Linked DNA regions of Mus musculus: region 2 is linked to region 1. A link is a contact called in public HiChIP or PLAC-seq data. All regions are on one chromosome and are shown on one strand. The core of a region is the stretch at or near the end of the contact, and the rest is flanking DNA. Distances in the headings are between cores, read along the strand shown.

The links. HiChIP or PLAC-seq counts read pairs in DNA pulled down with a chosen protein or histone mark.
Region 2: an H3K27ac HiChIP or PLAC-seq map of neural progenitor cells shows a contact between it and region 1, with 12 times the contacts expected there. The contact joins two enhancer-like sites. A contact is called at or near these places in 1 of 484 Hi-C or Micro-C datasets (3T3-L1-derived adipocytes), 1 of 115 datasets of contacts at active chromatin or transcription factors (neural progenitor cells) and 1 of 9 other capture datasets (liver).

Annotation. Positions count from the first base shown.
Region 1 is chr2:146,782,684-146,789,493 of GRCm38.p6, reverse strand. No RefSeq gene overlaps it. Among named protein-coding and RNA genes, the nearest start is that of Gm35433, 19 kb to the right of the region's middle. Within about 2 kb of position 1,788, at least 34 of the 459 cell types and tissues checked have an H3K27ac peak or open chromatin away from gene starts, as enhancers often do. A contact at or near this core is called in neural progenitor cells, where this site is marked.
Region 2 is chr2:146,956,140-146,962,631 of GRCm38.p6, reverse strand. Kiz (kizuna centrosomal protein) reads right to left here. Exons shown (of 14, transcript NM_001033298.4): 12 at 6,336-6,432. Among named protein-coding and RNA genes, the nearest start is that of Xrn2, 54 kb to the left of the region's middle. Within about 2 kb of position 3,506, at least 66 of the 459 cell types and tissues checked have an H3K27ac peak or open chromatin away from gene starts, as enhancers often do. A contact at or near this core is called in neural progenitor cells, where this site is marked.

The DNA.
Region 1 (6,810 bases), core at 539-3,038:
ACCACTTGTATCCGTGATTAATGACCTCAAGGAGCAGGAGCCCTGCCCCTGTCTCTAGCAAAGTTCTGTCATTAGTGTTCGGTACAGTGTCTAACAGAGCAGTCATGTGGATCTTTGTTGAATGACTGAATCAGAGTGAATGAACTGAATTGTAAAGGCTGACAGCTAATGAACTTGGAAGTCTGTCTAAGATTATGTAATAACTTTTGAAAGACCCACAACGTGAGGACTCCCCCACGTTCTGACTCAGGAGAGGCGACACCCCAAAATCACGCACAAGAAACGGTCTTGCTGCAAACTGCAAGAGGATTTTTATTCAAGAGTGCTCTTGGGCCCACGGTCATACACCACGCAGGGGTAGAGGACCGTGGCGCCCCGAGTAGCTGGGTCAGGGGGTATTTAAAGGAAGAAAACACAACTCAAGGAGGTGGGAAGGGCGTTGTTGGAAAATACCAAAAATACCAGTTAAGAGTCACAAGGAAGTGCAAAGTCACAAGAGTCATGAGGAATACCTGGTAATTGTGAGGGTTATTTCTCAAGACAGTTTCTACGAGCCCCTAACAATAGCACATTCTTTGAATTAACACTCTTTGAACCCAGGAAGCGGGTGGGTGGAGGAAAGTCGCTATCTGTTTTATGACCAGCACACCTCGGAGCACTGAGCCACAAAGGCCACACTCCCAAGCCTGGGCCCAAAGGCCTAGAATTTTGTTTTTACGTTTTACTTTTTCATTCCCCACTTCTACTTGTTAGTAGTTCTAATCTTTCACTTTCTATGTCTGTCTGTCTGTCTGTCTGTCTGTCTGTCTGTCTGTCTGTCTGTCTATCTATGTGTGTGCATTTTGCTGTGTCTCATATAAACATCCTTTTAAACCTCTTCCCAGGCTAAACATAACTTTCCTGCCCTTGGAAAATGACAATATCCTTTATAGTTGGCTATTTCACTTAATATTCATTTCCCTTCACAACTTTGCAATTTCTAAGCAGGTAACTGAAACACCAGTTGAAGGCCGGCCTTTTCCACCTGTGAGTCCTGCAGGATGTGATTCAGCTTGTTGCATCATTTCTCCCAGAGTGGATGCCACTGATGGAGACTCAAGAAGTTGTCTGCCTAGTAAAGGGCTTCTTTCAAAATGAGCTGTAACCCCGAGGGTTGCACTGTGGAACACACACTGTCTTGTTTCTTAAATTCTCCTTGTCTTCTGGAAGAAATCCTGCACGCAGCATTCAGTGGAATCAGAGTGGGCTCCTTCGCCCCTCCCCCCCAGCCTCAGCACCTGTTTGTTTAGAATTACCATGGACCCCTGGGGAGCCTTTTTCCTCTGCTGCCTTAGACTGATACAGTTGGCCCTCTGTATCCACCAACACCAAAAAAAAAAAAAAGATTCTAAAAATGTCTGTACTGAACACATGCAGACTTTATTCTTGTTATTATGCCTTAACAATACAGTACAACAGCTATCTGAATGGCATTCCTACAGTACTGGGAACTACAAGTAACCTCCAGATGACTTAGCACACACTGGAGGATGTTCATAAGGTCTGTGCAAAGACTGTACTGTTTCTACTATTTTATTCGAAGGATTAAGCATGTATGAATTTAGGTATCCAAGGGAGTCCTGGAGCTGATCCTCGGACAGATATTAGAAGACTACATCACACAGACACTATAGCTAAGTCTAAACCGAACAAACTGACTACGGCTACAAGCAAGACCTTTGGGATGTAAGGTCTTCAAGGATGAAGGAATGTCTGCCTAACAGGGAAAGAATGTGTTAAAGTCTGTCTGCCTGGATTAAGGGTCTCCTGGCCTGTGAGGTCTGCCAGGAAAATTCTTTCCTTTGTCTCAGCATGCCCCCAGCTGGCAGACGGAGCTTACAATTTGTTTTCAAATATCTTGGCGGGGCTGCAGGATCTCGTATTTAAAAGGAAAAGGGGTACACGAAGATTTCCCCTGCCTGCAGCACTCTGTGCAAATAATAATCGTCTGGGGGGTGATCTTGGAGCTGTTGCAACACGTGAGGATTAACTATTGAAATAAAATTCCTTCTGTTTGAGAACAAGCAATTCATTCAGGCCGGGTCTTTCTGCTGCAGGCTGAGGTCTTTTGCATTTTTTGCATCAGTGTTTTCCCACTCTCTCTATCCATCCCCCTCCCTCCAAGGAGACAGAGTGGGGGTGAGGGCGGATAGAAATCACTGTCAGGGTACCACTGGCTCCTTTACTGTATTAGGAATGGACCTATCACGAGTGGGAAAACTCTTCATTCTGAGTTTAAGGAATGTGGCAGATGCTGCCAGGGTTCTGCCCATGCTCCCTAACTCACAGTCCCCTTGCTTTGTACACTTGCTTCTCTCTGTTTGAGGTTATCAGTACTCAAAGGGGGCAGAGCACACATGCCATGGAATTAAAACCCTAGAAATGGCCATCAATACTAAGATCCTTGCTTCTCAGAGAGGTAGTTCTTTACAAGCTCTCAGAGGATTACCAGGGATGGAGTTACAGGGGCCTATGGCAATAACCCATTCACTGTTGCAATCTGGTTCCCTCTTGACTGGTTTTCATCACTTATGGTCTTCCTGGACTAGCTCCCCAGCAGGTCATCTAAACCCAAACCCTCATTTTGGGCTCTATCCTGAGGAAACATATACAAACTCAGGCAGCCTGTCCCATGGTAGGAGATTCCCAAAGGCAGGCCAGAGAGGAGTAGAAAGGATGTAGGTTTGTTGGTAGATTGCTTGCCTAGCATGCATGGAGACCTGGGCTCACTCTCCAGTACCACATGGACCAAGTGGGATGCAATCCTGACACTCAAGAGGTGGAGACAGAGAAGAAGATCAGAGGCTCAAGGTCATACTTGGCTACTTAGTCAATTCAAGGCTAATCTTGGATACCAGAGACCCTATCTCTAAAACAAAACAAAACAAAACAAAACAAAACAAAACAAAACAAAACAAAACAAAAATCAAGCCTGTCTTCTTTGCATCCACCCCAATATTTGGGGATGTCTACAACTTCTTTTCCCATTTAAAAGTCAGTTCTGGTCCTTGGTTGACAGCCAGGATGGTCCCAGCAGGATAATTTCTGAAGTGCTTTTGGGAACATACTGAAGTAGTCCACTTGGGAGAGTAACTGGTGGAAGCTGAATGACAGTCCTGTCTGGGTCTGCCTTTATCCACCAAACTCTGAGTGTAGAGCTGGGTCATCAGAAGAGAAGCTCTTTGTTGACTGGTCCATGTTGGCTTACAGCTGTTGGCTCTGCCCAACTGCTACCTAACAACAGCTTACCTCACAGCCTGCCAGGTTCTCCCTCTCTGTTCTTCTCTCTTCCCTCCTTCTCTGCTCTCATAGCTCTGTTTCCCAGCTTCTCAGGGTTCCGTTCCCTTCCCCTCATAGTAAATCTGCTTTATACTAGGCCTGTCTCATGGCGTGATTCCTCAGGGGAGCACCTTGGCATGGGCTTGCCAAGGTCCTCCTGCTGCTGCATTATACCGCATTATAAAACATGACAGTCCACTCACCACTAGTCGTGGCTAATCATTGCATCGCAGTGACAAGGTTCTGATTTGCTCAAAGATTATTTAGGTCTAGCATCCTTGGCAAATGGAGGATCCCTAATTACACTGTCACCTTCTAATGGAAGATGCTGTTGACTTCTCAGGGTGAGCTCCTAAGGCAACTTGAATCCTTTTCCCAGGACTTTGCATTCCAGAGATCATATTCTACTGGTTGGTTTCTTACTGCTATAATACAATGCTGGACGCAGGCTACTTTATAAAGGATAGAGGCTCACAGTTTGGAAAGTGCAAAGTCTAGAGACTTCTGGTGATTACTTTCTTGTTGACAGGGTCCTGAGGCAGCAAAAACCATCCTGTGGAAAGAGACAGAGAGTCCATGTGTGGATGTGTGCCTCTGCTGGTACACTCAAACAACATTATCGGAAGATAGATAGATAGATAGATAGATAGATAGATAGATAGATAGATAGATAGATGCACTGTAGTACAAGCATGTATAATTTTGGTTGCATTGGTTTTTATAAGCTATATTCATGTTATTAAAACAGCACATGCAAACTCTTATGTAATCTCCACTAAAATTAATTACATGAAACCCAGAAATTCTAGTTCAGACTTAGAGAAATAAAAGGGTGTATCTATAATAAGACATGTTATCACTCATACTTTGATTTCAAAATGTAGCACAAAGCAACAGTCATTGAAATAGCATAGCCTGACACAGGATAGACACATAGGCCAGTGGAGCAGAAATGAGAGTACCCCTCTCATACCTATGGTCTAAATGTTCACTCCACGTCTCTGGTTGAAACAATATTGTCAATGTGATAGTATCAAGAGGTAGGGTGGTTGGGAGGTGATTGAGTCCTGAAGGTGGTACCCTAGTAAATAAGATTATTAAGTTCCCACACCCTTTTTAAAGAATTCTTCAGTACTACTAATGCTACGCAAACAGTTGTTCTTGTCTGGAGTCTAAACAAGACTCCAGCCAGGTCCTATAAAATGCCTCTAAGGTGTGAATTGCATCATGGAATTGATCTCCTTTGAGGCATTTGTGAGTCTTATAACACATGTGATGTGCTCATGGCTGGGTTCATATAGCCTAGTGCCCATGGACAGGCTCACAATCTCCTGGGAGGGTAGTGTTCCTGTTGGCTGAAGGCAATTCTCTAGAGAAGGTGGTGGCTGGGAGCTGTTGGCATCATCACTCCCAGCAGCTGGGAGACCGGACATGATGTTATTTGGGGGACCTGGGCTGTGCAGGATCATGCATAGAACTTAGTGACCTTTCTAAGAGCCTTAATGCACCTTTTTTCTAGTATAAATGGATTATCAGTTTTTGACTTAAAACCTTTGATGTTTTCTCAGTCTTGCCCATCCTATTTCCAAATACTTAGATGGAGATATGTTAGAGTAACTTTCAACTAAGTGGCAGCAAAATCGGCACATAAGGTGTAATGAATACATCATGAAATATTTCAGAATAACTAATAGACATTAGTGAGCAACAGCCTTTCAGAGATCCATAAAAAACTAATTTCCAAAGTCATCTGAAGTTACAGGGGACTCTCTTATGTGCAGATATAACCTCAAATCAATACCTATCTCTTGTTCTCTGTCCTGGGATATCCTTGTCATTGTAGGGTGGAGCATCCATGGCTAGCTAAAGTGGGTATTCACTAAGATGGTGGCAATTTGTTTCACTTCCCAGTCCCAGGAGGTTACTGCACCTGCATCCCTTCCAGTCAGGATGCCATCGATGCCTTAAAGTCTTCTTTGGCTCTGCCACTCTTGGTTAATTATCGCTACAGTTGCTCCAGGGTCTCTTCAGAAGCTCACAGGGATTTTCCAGCTCAGTTTCTTGAGTTCTTCTGGAAACCCTGGGAGCAGTGACAGGAGTCTCTTCTTTGCTTTTCCACCTCTGAGTACCACTGGGGTTATTGTTGCCTTCCTGTGAGCAGCCTGAGAGGTAAGCTCTCCCTCCGTGTCTTTCCTGTGCTGCTCATCAGAACTGGCTTGCACTGGTTTGAAGAAGAGCATAGAGCAGTCTGTTCTTGGTTCATCTACCTGAGGAAACAGCCATTGGGAGAAGTGATTGTCAACCTCCCTGATCGCACTTCTCTTAGCCTTTGGTGATACAATATGCAACTATAGTGCCAACCTCACTGGTTGCTATGGAGTTTCAGGGAGTGGAGATAAGAAGACATCTGGAACAGTGCCTGGCTCATGGGGGGGGTGGGGCTTCAGGAATGCCTATGAGAGCATCACTTCTCAAGTTTTATGGTTAAATGGACTCTATGAAAAGGTTTAAAATGGCAGAGTACTTGCCTAGCAGATGTGAGGACCCATGTTCCATCTCTAGGACTTAAAAAGAAAAGAGAAGAAGAGCTGGAGAGTTGGATCAATGGCTAAGAGTACTTGTTGCTCTTGCAGAGAACCTGGGTTCCATCCTTAGCACCTACATAGTGGCTTACAACCATTTGTAATCCCCGTCTTAGGGGATCTGCTGAGCTCTTCTAACTTCTACAGGCACCAGGAACCCATGTGGTTCACATATATACATGTAGACAAAACAGTCAAACACATAAAATAATAAACACATCTTTAAAAATTCAAAAAGTAAAAGAAAAGAATGCCTTATAGTCCTGTACTGGCTAGTTTTGTGTCAACTTGACACAGGCTGGAGTTATCACAGAGAAAGGAGCTTCAGTTGGGGAAATGCCTCCACGAGATCCAGCTGCAAGGCATTTTCTCAATTAGTGATCAAGGGGAGAGGTCCCCTTGTGGGTGGTGCCATCTCTGGGCTGATAGTCTTAGTTTTATAAGAAAGCAGGCTGAGCAAGCCAGGGGAAGCAAGCCAGTAAAGAACATCCCTCCATGGCCTCTGCACCAGCTTCTGCTTCCTGACCTGCTTGAGTTCCAGTCCTGACAGCCTTTGGTGATCAACAGCAATGTGAAAAGTGTAAGCCCTATAAACCCTTTCCTCCCCAACTTGCTTCTTAGTCATGATGTTTGTGTAGGAATAGAAACCCTGACTAAGAGAAGTCCTAAATTTATATTAAACATATTTGGCTCAACAAGGAAAGCCTTAGAGAATACTCAAGAAGTAGACCATACAACTTGGAAACTGAAGGCAGGCAGAATGCAGCCTAGCTTAATTCAAGCATTACAGGATTCAGAGCTGCATAGACCTGCTTTGGAGTACTTGCTCATTCTCCTGAAACTCAATCTAGCTGATAACACAAGAAAGCAATGTATCTACCATAAGGACACTAGGTGAGAAAGTATAGCC
Region 2 (6,492 bases), core at 2,257-4,756, 170 kb before region 1:
CCATATATAACCTTGGGATAAACCTAGGCAAGGAAGTTAAAGACCTTTCTAAGGAAAACTTTAAAATACTTTAGAGAAATTGAAGAAGATATCAGAAGATGGAAAAAGTTTCAATGCTCATGGATCAGTGGGGTCAATATTATGAAACTTGCTATTTTGCCAAAATCCACAGATTCAGTGCAATCCTTATCAAAATTCTCGTGCTGTTTTCTATGGAAATAGAAAAACCAATCTTAAAACTTATTTGAAAGCACAAGAGACTTCTGATAGCCAAAACAATCCTGGGGGTGGGGGGAGGTTTAGAGGCATTGGTTTAGAGGCATTATCATACCTAATTTCAAGGTATCTTACAGATCAACAAGAACAACATGGTAATGAACAGACACATAGATTAACAGCTACAGCTATAAGATTTCGGGGCCTAAAAATAAACTCAAGACAGAAACCTGGAGGCAGGAACTGCAGCAGAGGCCATGGAGAGAAACACTTCTTACTACTTACATTTCTTACAGGCCTTGCTCTCCGAGGCTTACTCAGCCTGCTTTCTTTTACATCCTGGGACCAGGCTCAGGATTGCCTACAATGTGTTGGGTTGGGCCCTCCCATATTAATCATCAATCAAGAAAATGCCTCACAGGCCAATCTGATGTGGGTGTTTTCCAATTGAGATTCCTTCTTCCAAGTGACTCTAGTTTGTATCAAGTTGACAAAAACTAACCAGCAAACTAAGTGTAAATGAAAATACCACAGGAAACTTGGCACTTTGTAAGAAAAAAAAAAAGTAGAACACACTCCAGTTCTGCCTTCAAAAGTACTCACTGAAGACAAGGGCACCCGAAGGAGGGCACAGCTGGGAATGCTGTTTCAGGTCCCTGACATATGCCAAGAGCCTCCACATCCTCATGAAGGTCAAGACCAAGACAAGTCTCCTCAGCATACAGGACAGAGCCAGGAAAGACCCCATGAAGGCTTCCTGTAAGCACGCCCACCTCCTTCCTGTTCCTTGAAACTGTGACTGCAGATGGCTTTGGAACAGTTTGGGAAGGCAATCTAATTTGAAGTGAGCTAAGATTTCCATTTGAAAATGCATACGCCTCTCCTACACATACCACTTGTAGATAACTGGATAGAATACACATTGTCCCACAGGCCAGGAAGGTGAACCAGACAGAGGTGAGGCACTTTGCAAGTGGCTTTGCATCACGAAGAAGGCTTGAGTGAACTGCTGAGCACTCTCAGAAAGTCCAGCAGTTACCCAGCTCTGCTGATAAACCTGCCAGACCAATGAGAAGCTCACATGGGGAGGGGAAACAAGCTCCTATACCTAGCTAGGTGGTGACAGAAATGGGACCATGGGGCCACTAGAATGGTATATGGCACAGCCACCCTCTGCCCAGGAAGCATTTGAGTAGGTGTATCCCAGCCAAACAACAGAAAGGCCAAAGGCATGGAATAGCATGTTGCATTAGGGCATGGCATCTGACCTGGTACCATGAAGGACACCCTTTAAGTCTACATAGCAGGCCAGCAAGAGCACTAGAATGTGGCTGTTCTATCTGGAGGGGGTGCATGCAATAAGCCTTCTCAAGACAGCAACAGCAGAAGAGTTGGGATGGGGCTTGGTACTCACTTCTGGTCCTGAAAGGTGGACAAATTTAGAGACTAGAAGACTTGGGGACTATGGTAATGTTAGCAACATACTGACTGCCATTCCCTCCCTTATACCGGGGGGGGGGGGAATCCACATCCCACTAACAAACACACCTGAATTACTGGATTTGGGGTCCACTCGAATTTGGCAATTAACTCTGAGGATCCTGCCAAGAATACAACTTGTGACGTTGAGGACAATTAAGAAATGGCCCTCAGTGGGACGCATCATCCTGTTCTAGGGCCTAATTGTAAGACTGGAGGGCCACTGATATGGCTCTGTCAGTACATGCCTACTGTGAAACATGAAGACCCGAGTTTGGATCCCCAGTGCCCATGTCAAAACTGGATGTGTGTCTGTAACTCTAGTGCTGGGGTCAGGGTGGGATGGAATCAGGCAGCTTCTTGGAACTCAGTGGCTGCATCTAGGCAAATGGATGAGCTTCAAGTACACTGAGAGAACTTGTATTGAAAAATACGGTATAGAGCTATCAAGAAGAACATCCAGCATTAACCTCTGGCCTACACACACACACACAGACACACTCACACACACACAGACACACACACACACACACACACAGACACACACACACACAGACACACACACACACACACAGACACACACACACAGAGACACACACACACACACAGACACACACACACACACACAGACACACACACACACAGACACACACACACAGACACACACACACACAGACACACACACACACACACACTCACACACAGACACACACACACACACACACAGACGCACACACACACAGACACACACACAGACACACACACAGACACACACACACACACACAGACACACACACACACAGACACACACACACACAGACACACACACACACACAGACACACACACACACCGACACACACACACACCGACACACACACACACACACACATGAAAAGAGAGGCAAGTCCACCTATGAGAAGATGTATTATCTTGGCTGTGAACCACAAAAATTTCTGTGGATTTGTAATCAGTATTAAAATTTTTCAAATAGCATCTTTGGCTGGATTTTCTTTCCTTCAAAAATAGACATTTTTTTCTGGGAAAAATGTAGGAGAAAAAGTAATCCAGAAAGAAACGAAAGTATAAATAATAACCATACCAACAAATCTCCACAAATACCAATCTTAAATTTTAAAGGTCGCCAAAGTCCGAGGCTGTTTAAATTGACAAAGTCTGAGCGCCCCCTGATGGCCAGTTGGAGCTCCTACAGCACGTGCTGTAATTTTTGCTGTCCTTGGGCCAGCTAGTTTACTTCTTCCCGTCAAATAAAGTGACTTTTCTTAACTGTAAGGTCAATGCAGATTTCCTAAGCTGGAGATGGAGATGTGCACTTTATAAAGGTACATGAAGGACTGCCAGAAAATTTTCGTTTTTACTTCAATGGACAATTAGTATCTAAGTATCTTTATACCGCTCCAGGGAAAATAAATGACCAGACAAGAAAGAAAAGCTGCGGCCACCAACTGATTATCAGCTGCACGCTGGCGCCCTCCGCTGGCCGATCCCATGGCTGCAGGGCTGGCAAGAAATGCCACCCACGGTGGCCCTGTTAAGGGGTGCGGGTGGTCCGGTGACTTTTAGTACCTTTCCCCTAGGCAATTATGCTGCAAGCACACACTCTTTTCTTTCAGCAAAAATCTTATCTTGATTCAACCAGAAGGCCGGAGTTACAAGGGAACCCGTAAGCTGAACTTACAAGGGAGCTGTGAGGATACACTCTCCATTGAATAAATGGATCCTGGAGAGTGAAGCCGCTTCCTGGGGAAGGTAAAGAGAGACAATGTTTGCAGAGGAGAGGAAGCTCTGGCATGCACCCCGGAACAAAAGGGAACAAGTGGTCTTTACTCGGAGAACAGCTTCCTATTAGGACTCACTCCTTCGTACATCATGCCTTTCATCCCCACTCAACCACAAAATGATTTTACTGAAGCAAATACAATGGTAGAAAAAGATTTACACTGAAAGAATCTTTAATAATAAACTGTTGCCGATCGGCCTACTTGCCCGTGATTTATAATACAATAAACATCGGATTCTATTACGGCTCACACACTGAAGCCTCTGCTCTGCAAAACGGAATCTAAAAGCGCGGGGACGCCGCCACCGTCACAATGAAATGAGCATGTATAAATGTGCTAAGAGTATCTCTTTGCATCTTTTATAGCTTGTGTGTATTAATCTGTAACGCTTATTAAGAAAGTCATTGCTATGCAAAGCAGCACCCAATCCCTTTCTCTGGCTTTTCAACAGAGTGCACTGTTTAGCCAATAGGAGGGACCCTCTGGCCCTCATTCTGCATTCATCACAGGCAACATTTACACAATGTATCTCTCAAAGGCGGCTGAAAAGAAGGCCTTAATACTCATGTAAACAACTGCAAACCAATTACTTAATGAATCAGGCCCACACATAATGAGGTGCAGACAAAGAGCTATAAATGCATTTTTGCGCCCAAGCCCCTGCTTTAAAGTAAAATCCCTCAGCTGTAGTTTGGGCTTAACTAGCACATCATAATTATTGTCTCTAGGACATCAGAGGAAGCCATTTTTTTTAAAGGTCCAACAGGGTCTTTTTTTTTTTTTTTTTTTTTTTTGAGATTGCTCATCAGCTCACTGACAAAACAGAGCAAAGAAGAATTTTTAAAAGTGCTACAGCAGCGTAGCACTGTTATGTTTATTCTCAAGTACTGGGTTTCGAGACCACTTGTAAAAGCAATAAAGCACAAGGAGTGACTGCAGTAAGTGGGATCCTTAAATGTAAGCCTCTAAGAAATTTCAGCAAAGCCAGGCACAAACAGCAAAACCTGAGCTCTCCAAAGCCCAGGGTGGGGTATTAACAATAAGAGACCCAGCACAAGAACCAAACTGTGCAGAACAGCACACCAAGCCACACTCACCGTTCAAAGCCTTTCATGCTAGATTACTATCAAGTGTCCAGAACTGAGGGTTCCTGGAAGACCTTTTAGTGGGTTTCTTTTTCTTAAAGGGGCCTGATGAGATTACTTATGATTTATTTGAAAATTAATTTCATACAGAAATATAATAACAAGAGGCTCCATACTTTAATTTGTAGAAAAACAATTTCTATTTTTCCTCTGTCGAACTGGGGCCAGGTATAAATGACCAGGCTGAGAAAGTGTCCTATCTGATCCTATTATTTTCTAAGTGTGTTTAAGAACTTCTCAAAGGACCTACATAAAGAACTTGTCTTAATGCTAGGCACTAGTGGTGCTTGCCTTTAATACGGATCTCTGTGAATTTGAGGCCAGCCTGGTCTACAGACTGAGTTCCAGGACAGTCAGGGCTATACAGAGAAACCCTGTCTCAGTGTGTGGGATGGGGACTTGTTTTAATGTTTTTAAAACATAATGGGGACAAATACTTCTGACAGTCTTAAAAACTAAAGGGATACATTTTTTAAGCCAAATGGTAACATTAAAACTGGAAACTATCTGTAGAATTTACTGACCTTTAAAAATCCTCTTAAAAGACACACAACTTGAATTTATTGTATAACCCACCGATATAGTATTCAACACTCTCCCAAACCCAGTAAGTTCCTACTTTCTCAAAAATACAAACAAAAACCTGGTATTAAAGGTAATTTCTTATAAACAAGAACGCATTTTGGATACTCATCAAGTTTTGAGAAACTTAACCCATCCAAGTAGCCCAGGTCCTAAAATACTGCCATGCTTCTGTAAAATACAAATGAACAGATTTTTTTCCCCCATTTTCATTTCCTTTTAATATGACATTTCTGGATTAGATCATTTTGTTATTTGGACATTACACAAGGCAGAAGCGATGTAAAGGTCATGTTTTAACATTTTAGCAGGGTCAAGTAGTAAATTCAAAGGTATGCAGTCATCTAAAGGACACTTTTTTTAACGAGCAATGCTACTGCAAAGGAGACCTGCCAGGCTGTTTGAAATAGTATTTAGTCCAAAGTAAAAGAGTAGGCGCTGCATCAGGCAATTGTTTAGCTTCACATTATGAATGTTTCCTAAGTGACTTGAAGTCACCGCATGATCACTATCGATGCTGATGGCAAATTCAGCACAGAACTTATTATAGCTCACAAAACTTGCAAAAAGTGTTACATTTTAGCAAGTGTGAAAAGATACATTCTGTCCTTTAAGGGGAGTAAGCAAGGACACATAAGAAAGGAGTGAGTAATGTGGCTGGAAGACTTGCTTAAAAAAAAAATCCATACATAAAAAATAATACAGAGCAATTGCCAGTCGGTCGTCTATCAATTGTCTCAGAAAGAAGAAACATGCCACTTTATTTCTCTTAAGGCCTGATGTCTTCTCCCTGCCCTTTTCCTGACAGCCTCCTTTGTGTGGTCTCTAAGCAGTCCTACTGCGAGCAGCTGTAGACGCTAATTTGTGGTTCACTGAGGTGTCAATTGAGTCTTAAACCGAGGAAACAACAGCTGCAAAACAATACTTGGCTCTGGGGCAAATATTTTCAAAGGTAGACTAAAGTTTCGGCTGTTATTTTATATAAACAAAAAACCCAAACCATAACCCTCCATCAAGTCACACACAAAATAACACACAGCCAGGGCTGAACTCATTGCGTAGTGACATTTCTCATCTTGTTACTGCTATTCAGAAAGGGTTTCACGACTTTACCTTGACAAAGGACTTCCTTCACTAGATGAAAAACTAGCTTCCGAGGCGATTTTGTGGGCTGTCTTTGTTGTGAACATGCTGCCACCAATATCCAGACCTGTGACAACCACAGCCAAGGGGAGTGAGAGTTAGCCACCACAGTCTGAGACACATGCAC